3 separate regions of the Mus musculus genome follow, and all the other regions are linked to region 3. The links are chromatin contacts, called in public HiChIP or PLAC-seq and Micro-C maps. All regions are on one chromosome and are shown on one strand. Each heading gives the region's core, a stretch centred on a gene start, on an enhancer-like site or on the middle of the called end of the contact. The rest is flanking DNA. Distances are from core to core; before and after follow the strand shown. Region 1 holds the start of Supt16 (SPT16, facilitates chromatin remodeling subunit). Region 2 holds the start of Slc39a2 (solute carrier family 39 (zinc transporter), member 2). Region 3 has its middle 12 kb from the start of Olfr221.

Region 1 (2,888 bases), core at 6-2,505, 150 kb before region 3:
CCAAGACTTCAGGAGGTGAAAAGAAAAAGAAAAAAACAAAAAACAAAAAAAAACAAAAAACTTGTACCCAATTGCTCCCAATTTTGAGAGGATTGGGTGGGCAGGGGAACTCCTAAAAAAAAAAAATAATAAATGACCACTTCCTCGTTTCTGGGGAAGCAAAGGAGCTTAGAGCAGCTGGTGTGCTCACCCCTCCCCAGACGCCTCCATTAACCACAGACTATGTAGCGCTGGCCCTAGCCTCTGGCAGAGCCTGTTCCTGGCCAAACTGTGGCTACAGCTGGAGGGTCAGGAACTGTTACCTTCCTTCCCCTTGGCATTAATAAATTTAAGTTAATCCTTTTCCATTCTTCCTATGTTCTGTTTCCTTAAACACAATATAAGTACTGTTTTTTGCTGCGTAATTTAAACACCATTCTCCTACAGTTCAATACTGTTGCAACTAATAGAAAAGCCATTTGTAGTCCTCAATAGGCATATATAATGGCGGGTTATCCCGTTTGTTAAAGCCAAGGAAATGATACAAGATAAAGAGGTAAAATATTTTGAATTGTACTTCACATTCTTAAACGAGGATTAATTTCAAGAGCCATATTTTTTTTTTCAATTAGTCAGGATAACTATTCTTGGGGAAAGCCAGAGAATAATGTGGCTTTTCATGAAATACAGCAAAAGTACACGCTGACAAAAAGGGTGCCTTCACAACTTGGGTCTTCGCGAGGCTGGAAAGAACTACAAAGTTTAGGAGCCACTCCGAGCCATTTGTTTCCTTCCACCCTACCGGCCCATCTCTTAAAGGAAAACAGAACCTTTCCTTCCTACTCTGCTGCCCACCGCGCAGCTTATTCGCGAAGGTGGGCTCCGTCCCTCTGGGGTGCAGTGTTTGGTTGAGAGTGCCTTCCCCGGGGCGGTCACTGGCCTGCCCTGGGGCAGAGGACTCACTCCTGCGCCTGGCTGCACGCGGGTCCCGCTCTTTCTGCTCCCCTCCCTCTGCCCGCCGCCCAGAGCGCCCGGAGCTCGGAAAGTGGGCGGGTCACGTGACGGGAGCCTCTGGCGCCGGAGAGAGCTTCCAGAGCCCGCGAGCCCGCGCTGCACCTCGGTCTGTTGACTTCACTTTTGCGTCCTCGGTTGCCCTTCCTCCCGCCACCCTACGGAACGAGCGGTGGGTTTGGTTTTTTCGCTTTTTAAATCTTCGACGCTCTAGGGACCCGGAAGCGGAAGGGGATACCGGGCGGTCGGTACTTCCGGGTCACAGAGAGTGCGGGATTCCGGGCCGAGCGCGGGTGGCGGAGCTGGGACCTCGCGTGATTCTCGGAGCCCGACGGGAAGCGGCGTCCAGGGCAATGGCTGTGACTCTGGACAAAGACGCGTACTACCGGCGAGTGAAGAGATTGTACAGTAACTGGCGGGTAAGGAGCCCCGCGCCCCCGGGAGCCCCACATCCCATAATAGCCTGCTTCCCGGCGCCCTTTTCCCCCTCAGCCAGAAACCTCCGGCTCCGCCGCGCTCCCGCCTGCCCCGGCAGCGTCCGGCTCGCCGCGCCGTGCTGCGCCTGCGGGGTCCGCACGCGCCTGGCCCGCCCCGCGGCCACAGCGGCCCGCCCAGGTCCCGCCACAATTACCGTTTGCGGGAAAGGGGCGCGAAAGCTGTGCCCGGAGCTCTTGGCGCTCCCCGCTCCCCGGCCTCTGCTGGAGTTGAGAAATGCTGCTCCCGCGCCCCGCTGCTTCTCCTTAGGCCCTGCGTGGGTCACAGACCCAGCGCTGGGAACCTGCGGGCTCTCCTAAGAATTAATTGATGGGACGCCTCAAAGCCGGTTTCCCATGTCGGCAGCATACCGGGGGCACGTGTTGAGGAAAACGCTGTGGAAGTTCCAGGGCTTCTCCAAAGATTGGGCAGTTTCCCTGTTTTATAATCATAATTTCAAACTTACTTTTTTGCTAGTTAACTTGTTAACTTCACAAGTGTTTGATTGATTTCATACTGTCTGAACGGTCTATCGTCTGGGCTCTGAACCTTGTGAGTGAGGGGAAATAGAACTGATAAAAAAGAAAGCCGAAAATGCTCTGAAAAAATACCAACTCCGGTTTCAGCTTTGTAAACTATCTTATACTGATTGGTCCTCTCCATTCTTGGCTCCTGCATGTAATCCCATGATTTCTGAGGCTGAGGCAGGAAAATGACTAGTTTCAAGCCTGCCTGTGCTTCATAGTGAGACTGTATCAATCGGCTCGTCATTTAGTAAATAAAATTGAACCTTTACTGAAGTCGGTTGTTTTTCCTGCCTCATCAGAAAAAAGCCTATGTATCTTTTAAGCAAGATGCATTGCGTGCTGAAAATAATATAGGGTTTTTCACTTTATTGGCTAATTTTTTTTAGATGACTTAGTGGTCTCTATCACAAAATTATATTGTTTGGTCCTGAGGATTGGCCCTACCACCACCTCTGTGTTTTACCATTAAGCTATATCCCTATCCAGGGAATATTTACTGTCACTGTGTTATGATGTATGCAATGATGATAATCAAAAGCCCCCGTTTCTACAGCCAGCCCTGAAATAATAAACTTTTAAAGCTTTTTTTTTTTTTTAATATTTATGGGTATTTTGCATTCATGTATGTTTGTGTATACCCTGCATGCATTGCCTGCGAAGGCCAGAAGAGGGCGTGGGATACCCTAGAACTGAAATTACAGAAGGTATTTAGTTGCTGTTTAGGTCCATGTGAAACCTGGTCTTCTGGAAGGGCAACCAGTGATTTTAACTACTGGGCATTTTTCTAGCCCCTTAAAAACATATTGGTGTTTTCTCTATTTCCAGAGTTCATCAAGCTATTTTTAAGGCTGTTACAGTAACATAGCTTTTAATTATAATTTTCATAACTTAACACAG
Region 2 (3,208 bases), core at 94-2,593, 150 kb after region 3:
GAAGACAAAGAAAAAGCCCAGGGAGATGACGAGCTCTCCATAGGGATACTCCACCTAGGAACACAGAGAGGTACCATAAGCCAGGAAAAGAAGGAGACGACATAGAGTGGACCCGGGACCACATGGTACAAGGACCAAAAGGGGTGGAGCCCGAGAGGAGCCTCGTGGAGGAGAGAGATCCAGAGGGGCTGAGGGACAAAATGCCGCTTGGATTAGAAATAAAGGAAAATAATGTGACCTCTGTCATAGGGTCCAGGGTAGGAAGGATGGAGTGATGCAAGAGCTGTTTCTGAGGGCCCACAAACAAAGATTAGGTCGGCACTGTCTTTCTTGACATTATTTGAAGTGAGAGTAGAGAGTCCTGGTATTCCTCACATATCAAAAGGGGCACGAAAAGTCCCAGGTTCGCCTCGATCTCCAGGCAGGGGCTAATGATAGATACTTACGTAACTAGAAGCAGCATCACGAGAAGAATTTCCCTTACTTCCTGTACTATTCTAGGAAGGCAGAAACAGAAATTAGACTGAGTCTGAGGCAGCTCTAGTTCTTGTCCTGCCCTTTCAGCCAACAAGCTTTCCTCAGATGCTCAACCCCACCACCTCCCCCACCCCCCACGTCTACTCAACAGCGGCTGTCCCACCGGTGCGCTGCACTCAGAGCTTTCCCGATGGCCCCAGCTTCTGTCTGTCATCCCGGTCCCATAGCCCTGCCACTGGATTTCTTGGCTACCCACCTGTTCCACGAATTTCTGAATTTCTGACTCAATTCCCTCCAGAGCTTCAGCAGTCATATGCATCAACCCTGCTCCCAAGAAGACACCTGCAGAGGTGCAGCCCAGGAGGCTGAGGACCCTGTGGTGATGACCTAATAAAAAAGCAGAGGTTACTCTCCAGTTAGCAGTGAGGTAAATGGGAATGAATGAAGAGCAACAGATGGCACTCAACATCTGTGGGGTGGGGTGGGAGAGAACAGAGCCAGATGCTAGGAAAGGTCTGAGATAAGGCGGTCTGAGGAACAGAGTCAGAGTGGGGGCTGTACCTGTAGCTGCATCCATCTGGAACCATTTCACGTAGATGGGAGTAAGGCCACAGCCCAGTGTGAGAACCAGAAGAGCAAGCAGGCAGCCGATTTTTACTCCTAGTAGTACCTCCATCTTTGGGTTGTAGGGTAAGTAGAGACCTCAGAAAGGCAAAAGCAGTCAGGAGCAGTTGAAGTGGTCAAAGTGGAGTATTTCCTCTCGTGAATTTCAGGACTGCTGATAACCTTCTTGTCCCTGGACTGTCTGGGTTTACACAGCTCTCACCCGCATAGCAGACGAGGGCTCAGCCCCAGTCACCAACCCTCCCACTATCTGGAGGCCCCTCCCCTGCCTTACACCTTCCTGAGCTTCCAAACCAGAAACTCCAGACTCCCTGCCAGGTCCAGCTCAGAGAAGTTTTCTCTTCAATGCTGTGACTAATCCAAGCTCTCTGAGGACTCTTAGTTCATGTCTGGGGTTGATCTAACCTCAAATGGAACAACCTACGGTAGTTACGTCCCAGCTAATTTATGTGTGAGGCAATTTGGTCCTGCCACGGTCAGGACATTTAATATAAGCCTTCCACACGCTCTACCTACGCTCTACCCTATCCTAAGTCTTACAGGTGGCCGCGCTGATACTTGAACTGAACCCTTTCAGAGAGGATTTGGGGCCACCTGAGGGTAAAGGGGGTGGAGTTGCTACTCTTCTGTGTGAATTAGCAAGTGATGAGAGTCCCCTTTCCTCTAATTCCAGAAAAATAGCTCCAGGCATGGAAATTCCCTGGGAGTGCTCTCTCTCTGTCTCATGTGTGTGTGTGCCTGTGTGCTATTCCTAGTGTTACAACATGTATACTGTCACTTTTTTTTTTTTTTTTTTTTTTTTTTTTTTTTTACGCAGGGACTCACTGTATAGCCCTGGCCAGCCTGGAACTATGTAGATCAGGCTAGCCTTGATAAACTCAGAGACTTACCTGCCTCTGCTTCTCCAGAGCCTTGGTACCCTATGTCCCACCTGTCACTTTCTGTCTCTGTGAAGAAGCCTCCCCCCCCCCCCAGAGAAATCAGTCAATTGTTTTTTTCTCTTATATAAAAGTTTAAACACTTCTTTTTTTATCTTTAAAGTTTAAGGAAACCCACAAACTTCAAACAAAAAAAGGTCAGGCAGAACACTTTCATTGTTTCAGTCAAGGCAAGCTGTGCCGTCCCAGTGGCCATCTAGTACTGTAATTCGCAACTGTTAACCTTGTCATTTTCATTGTACAGGGCAATTTATAGGCTTGAAGTGCAGAACCTGAGCGCTGAACCTGAATGGTCTACCAGATGTCTATCAGTGCCAACAACTCTAAAAACCTTGACCTTTAACAAAGCCTGTGGTGTGATCTTATCAGCTTGCCCCCAGCCCTCTTCCGGGTCTCGGTCCCCTTCCCTTACAGCTGGGCATTAGGCTGTGTGAAGGTAGACTTGAGGTGCCCTTGCCTTTCTGATGGGCATCCTCCTGTTTTGGGGGGTTAACATTTCCTGTTGCGAAATGGGGTTGTTCTAGAATAGAAACAGGAAATGGAAACAAACCAAATAAACAGAGGTGTCCTGACTAGACTAACTTTGAGGGAAGCCAGGTGTGGTGGCGCACGCCTTTAATCCCAGCACTCAGGAGGCAGAGGCAGGCGGATTTCTGAGTTTGAGGCCAGCCTGGTCTACAAAGTGAGTTCCAGGACAGCCAGGGCTACACAGAGAAACCCTGTTTCGAAAAACAAACAAACAAACAAACAAACAAACAAACAAACAAACAAACAAACGAACAAAAAACAAAAAACTTTGAGGGAAATACAGGCAAAGAAGTCAGCTAACTGCGAGTTCCCTCTTAGAGGCCCCCAATGACCACTGGTTGAGACCTGCCATGCCCCTTCTCACAGGGCCAGCGGTGTCTTTCCTCACCATCCTCCATGTTGTTCAAGGAAGTGTCTGCAGCAGTGAGACCTCTCCACGCTGAGGCTACACTCTCTTCAGTACAGACAGACCAGGACGACCGGCCCTGTGTCTTTAAGCAATCAGAACATCCACCTCTATTCTTTAAAAACATTTATTATTAAAATTTCACACAAACACAAGCACAGGGTACCAGAGCTCTCTTCCTGGATACCAGGTAGCTTTGCCCTTGGCAGGTGTGATGGAAAGGAACACTTGTTCT
Region 3 (3,352 bases), core at 849-3,348:
AAAGCCAAATACACCTAACAGTGAGAGAAGGGGCTGTTTCTGACTCTTTGGCCTGCTTTTGGGACCCCTTTCCTCCTACTGGTTGCCTCATCCAGCCTTCATATAAGGGAGGATACTTGATCTTTTTGCAACTTGATAAAGCTGTATTGGGTTGATATCCCTGGAAAGTGCACCTTTTTTCTGAAGGGAAATGAGGAGGAGTGGATCTGGGGGAGAGAAGGGGAGGATGTAATATATAAGAGAAGAATAAATTTTAAAAATTAAAAACATAACAGTTTACCAATATACTGAAATGACCTAGTGTGGTGGCTCTATAATTGCAGCTCAGGAGGCAGACATATGTCTGTGAAGTCAAGGCTAGCCCAGTTTATTTATTTATTTATTTATTTTTAAAGATTTATTTATTTATTATATGTAAGTACACTGTAGCTGTCTTCAGACACTCCAGAAGAGGGCGTCAGATCTTGTTACAGATGGTTGTGAGCCACCATGTGGTTGCTGGGATTTGAACTCTGGACCTTCGGAAGAGCAGTCGGGTGCTAGCCCAGTTTATACAATGAGTTGTCAGACATCAGGGGTTATGTATCAAGACCTTGTCTCAAAGAAAGAAAGAAAGAAAGAAAGAAAGAAAGAAAGAAAGAAAGAAAGAAAGAAAGAAAGGAAGGAAGGAAGGAAGGAAGGAAGGAAGGAAGGAAGGAAGGAAGGAAGGAAGGAAGAAAGAAAGAAAGAAAGAAAGAAAGAAAGAAAGAAAGAAAGAAAGAAAGAAAGAAAGAAAGAAAGAAAGAAAGAAAGAAAGAAAGAAGCTGGGCAATGGTGGCGCATGCCTTTAACCCCAGCACTTGGGAGGCAGAGGCAGGCGGATTTCTGTTTTGTTTTTGTTTTTGTTTTTTTCGAGACAGGCGGATTTCTAAGTTCGAGGCCTGCCTGGTCTACAGAGTGAGTTCCAGGACAGCCAGGGCTACACAGAGAAACCCTGTCTCGGAAAAAAAAATTAAAAAATAAAAATAAAACAAAAACAAGAAAGGAAGGACGAAAGAAGGAAGGACGCGAAGGGAAGCAAAAGGAAGGAAGGAAGAAAGAAAAGAAAGGGAGAACAACAAAACAAAATCACCCAAATCCTACATATGTAAAAAGAAAATGAAGAGCACCTCTTTGAGAAAGCCACACACCCTGGGGTGGGGTGGGGTGGGGGGTGGTGGTGGTGGTGTCTCTTACATTCTCCGGAGTGCCTCTCTTTCTAAACCCTGTGCTTAAAATCTCTATAAAACTGCTAAACTCTATAAAGCTGCTTTATATTAACTTGGAGTCCATTCTATCTTGTAAAATTCTTTTCTGTGTCAAAGCCAAGACTCCTGGGTTTGCCTGAGGGAAGGTCTCTGAAGGACCTTCAGCCACTGCGGGCCATGGTAAGGACTCGGACGAAGGTAGGGAGCCAGCCACTGTGGACAGTGCCCTTCTTTTAGTGTTTCTGGGCAGGAGAGAAGCAAATGTATCTAATAGGAGTTCTATAGGATAATTCACAAAGTACTTGATATAAACTGAATGCGCACAGCGCGGGCTACAGCGTGGAAATGAGGAGAACTGAGAAGACTGTCACTGTTGACTTTGCCTCTAGAAGTAACACTGATGACATCACATGACTCCTGTGGGGAAAAAAAAATCCTAATATGATGACTCCAATTATGTCAAATCCAAAAGGTATTAGAACATTTATAGCAAGAAATTTCAAGGGCTGGAGAGATGGCTCAACGGTTAAGAGCACCGACTGCTCTTCTTCAGGTCCTGAGTTCAATTTCCAGCAACCACGTGGTGGCTCACAACCATCTGTTATGGGATCTGATGCCCTCTTCTGGTGTGTCTGAAGACAGCAACAGTGTACTCACATATATAAAATAAAATAAAAAAAACAAAGAAATTTCGAGAATGGACCTAACTGAAGATGGAGCAATTGAAGAGGAGACTAGCCCACCCGGGATCTGTAGCCTGCCTGTGACAGACTTTTCTGTGCTAGCTTGCAGTGTGACCCCTATTCCCATGGAACGCTGTTCCGTGCCTCCTCCAGCCCAAGGAATGCCACTGGGTAGATCCCTCCCCAAGCCTTGGCAAGGCAGCTCTCAGTGCTCAAGGTCATTATGCAAACTGCTCAGCTGAGGCAGGGACCTGAATCCTGAGCCCCTCTGGGGAAAAAGATGAGAAATGCTCCTTTCACAGGTACCTAGATTCTGGTTTTTTTTTGTTTTTGTTTTTGTTTTTTTTTTTGTTTTTGTTTTTTGTTTTGTTTTGTTTTTTTTGTTTTTTTGTTTTGTTTTGTTTTTCAAGACAGGGTTTCTCTGTATAGTCCTGGCTGTGAGGAACGGTTGTGGCAGCAGCCCCAAGATGGCGCCCGGGACTGAAGCTAACTCTTATGACTTGCACCTGATTTCCTCATACACCTGAAAATAGCCACGACCATCGTGAGAACTGCGCAGGTGCACCATGATGCTGGCGGTGTAAACAAGTCCATATTTGGTGGAGACATGCCCCTGCCACCCTGATTGGCTGAAGCTGCGTGCCTGGTGAGGTGGTGTGGCCTGCCGTGAGTGATTGGGGGCTGAGAGTATGTAAGAGTGAGAGGCCCGGGGTTCAGGGGAGAAAAAGATGAAGGGAGAGAGATGAAGACAGGATCGACCTAAGACAGGAGCCGTGGCCGATGGACAGATTTGCCCAGACCTAGTCCAGCATCATATTATTAAACAAAAAAGGGGGAGATGTAGGAAGCCAACTCTTAAGATGGCACCGGGCACCAGGTGTGCCGTTGTCATAAACAACATCAGCGCAGGTGTAAGTCCAAGTCTGGCGCCAACCCCGACCAGGCTGGCCTTGAACTCAGAAATCCTCCTGCCTCTGCCTCCTCCAGAGTGCTGGGATTAAAGCACCATGCCCAGCGGGTACCTAGATTCTGATGAAGCTCAAATTCAACTTCAACTCCATCACCATGGTCACTGTTGGGTCTCAATAGCGTCAGTGTTTAAAGCATTTGTTGTTGTTGTTGTTTTTCATTTATTTAGTGTGCTGTGTGGTTGTGTCACACTACATACATAAGGCTCAAGGACAACACATGAGAATCAGTTGTCTCCTTCCACAGTTTAGGGCCCCAGGGACTGCCCCACGCTGCCTCAGGTCTGCAGGCTTGGCAGCAAGTCTTCTCCATGAACTATTTGCTGGCCTACCACACAGGATTTTGACTCTCTTAAACACCATCCACCTCTCTCAGGACAACCTCCATCATTCCCTGATCTGGAAGACAAGATGAGAGACAGACACCCATTCTCCTCAGAAGCCCGGGCTGGAGGGCAGGCAGAGCTTGGGCATC

Evidence for each region. A called contact is a pair of places that touch in the nucleus more often than the background predicts. HiChIP or PLAC-seq counts read pairs in DNA pulled down with a chosen protein or histone mark.
Region 1: a Micro-C map of embryonic stem cells shows a contact between it and region 3, with 3 times the contacts expected there. The contact joins the promoter of Supt16 here to the enhancer-like site in region 3. A contact is called at or near these places in 1 of 39 promoter capture datasets (macrophages), 1 of 15 datasets of contacts at CTCF or cohesin (embryonic stem cells), 3 of 484 Hi-C or Micro-C datasets (embryonic stem cells, group 2 innate lymphoid cells and reprogramming fibroblasts), 3 of 115 datasets of contacts at active chromatin or transcription factors (the HPC-7 cell line, epiblast stem cells and extraembryonic endoderm stem cells) and 3 of 9 other capture datasets (adipose tissue, liver and pancreatic islet).
Region 2: a contact with region 3 is called in an H3K27ac HiChIP or PLAC-seq map of embryonic stem cells, with 12 read pairs. The contact joins the promoter of Slc39a2 here to the enhancer-like site in region 3. A contact is called at or near these places in 8 of 39 promoter capture datasets (cranial neural crest, embryonic stem cells, liver and 4 more), 2 of 15 datasets of contacts at CTCF or cohesin (embryonic stem cells and large pre-B cells), 4 of 484 Hi-C or Micro-C datasets (the G1E-ER4 cell line, embryonic stem cells and nephron progenitors), 12 of 115 datasets of contacts at active chromatin or transcription factors (bone marrow-derived macrophages, embryonic hindbrain, embryonic limb bud and 4 more) and 4 of 9 other capture datasets (adipose tissue, embryonic stem cells, liver and 1 more).

Annotation. Positions count from the first base shown.
Region 1 is chr14:52,195,606-52,198,493 of GRCm38.p6, reverse strand. Supt16 (SPT16, facilitates chromatin remodeling subunit) reads left to right here and starts at 1,255. Exons shown (of 26, transcript NM_033618.3): 1 at 1,255-1,409. The coding sequence starts at 1,344. Chd8 (chromodomain helicase DNA binding protein 8) reads left to right here. Exons shown (of 38, transcript NM_201637.3): 38 at 1-343.
Region 2 is chr14:51,891,745-51,894,952 of GRCm38.p6, reverse strand. Slc39a2 (solute carrier family 39 (zinc transporter), member 2) reads right to left here and starts at 1,343. Exons shown (of 4, transcript NM_001039676.2): 1 at 1,039-1,343; 2 at 734-864; 3 at 447-497; 4 at 1-54. The coding sequence starts at 1,153. Mettl17 (methyltransferase like 17) reads right to left here. Exons shown (of 14, transcript NM_001029990.1): 14 at 3,085-3,208.
Region 3 is chr14:52,046,792-52,050,143 of GRCm38.p6, reverse strand. No RefSeq gene overlaps it. Among named protein-coding and RNA genes, the nearest start is that of Olfr221, 12 kb to the right of the region's middle. Within about 2 kb of position 2,098, at least 8 of the 459 cell types and tissues checked have an H3K27ac peak or open chromatin away from gene starts, as enhancers often do. A contact at or near this core is called in embryonic stem cells, where this site is marked.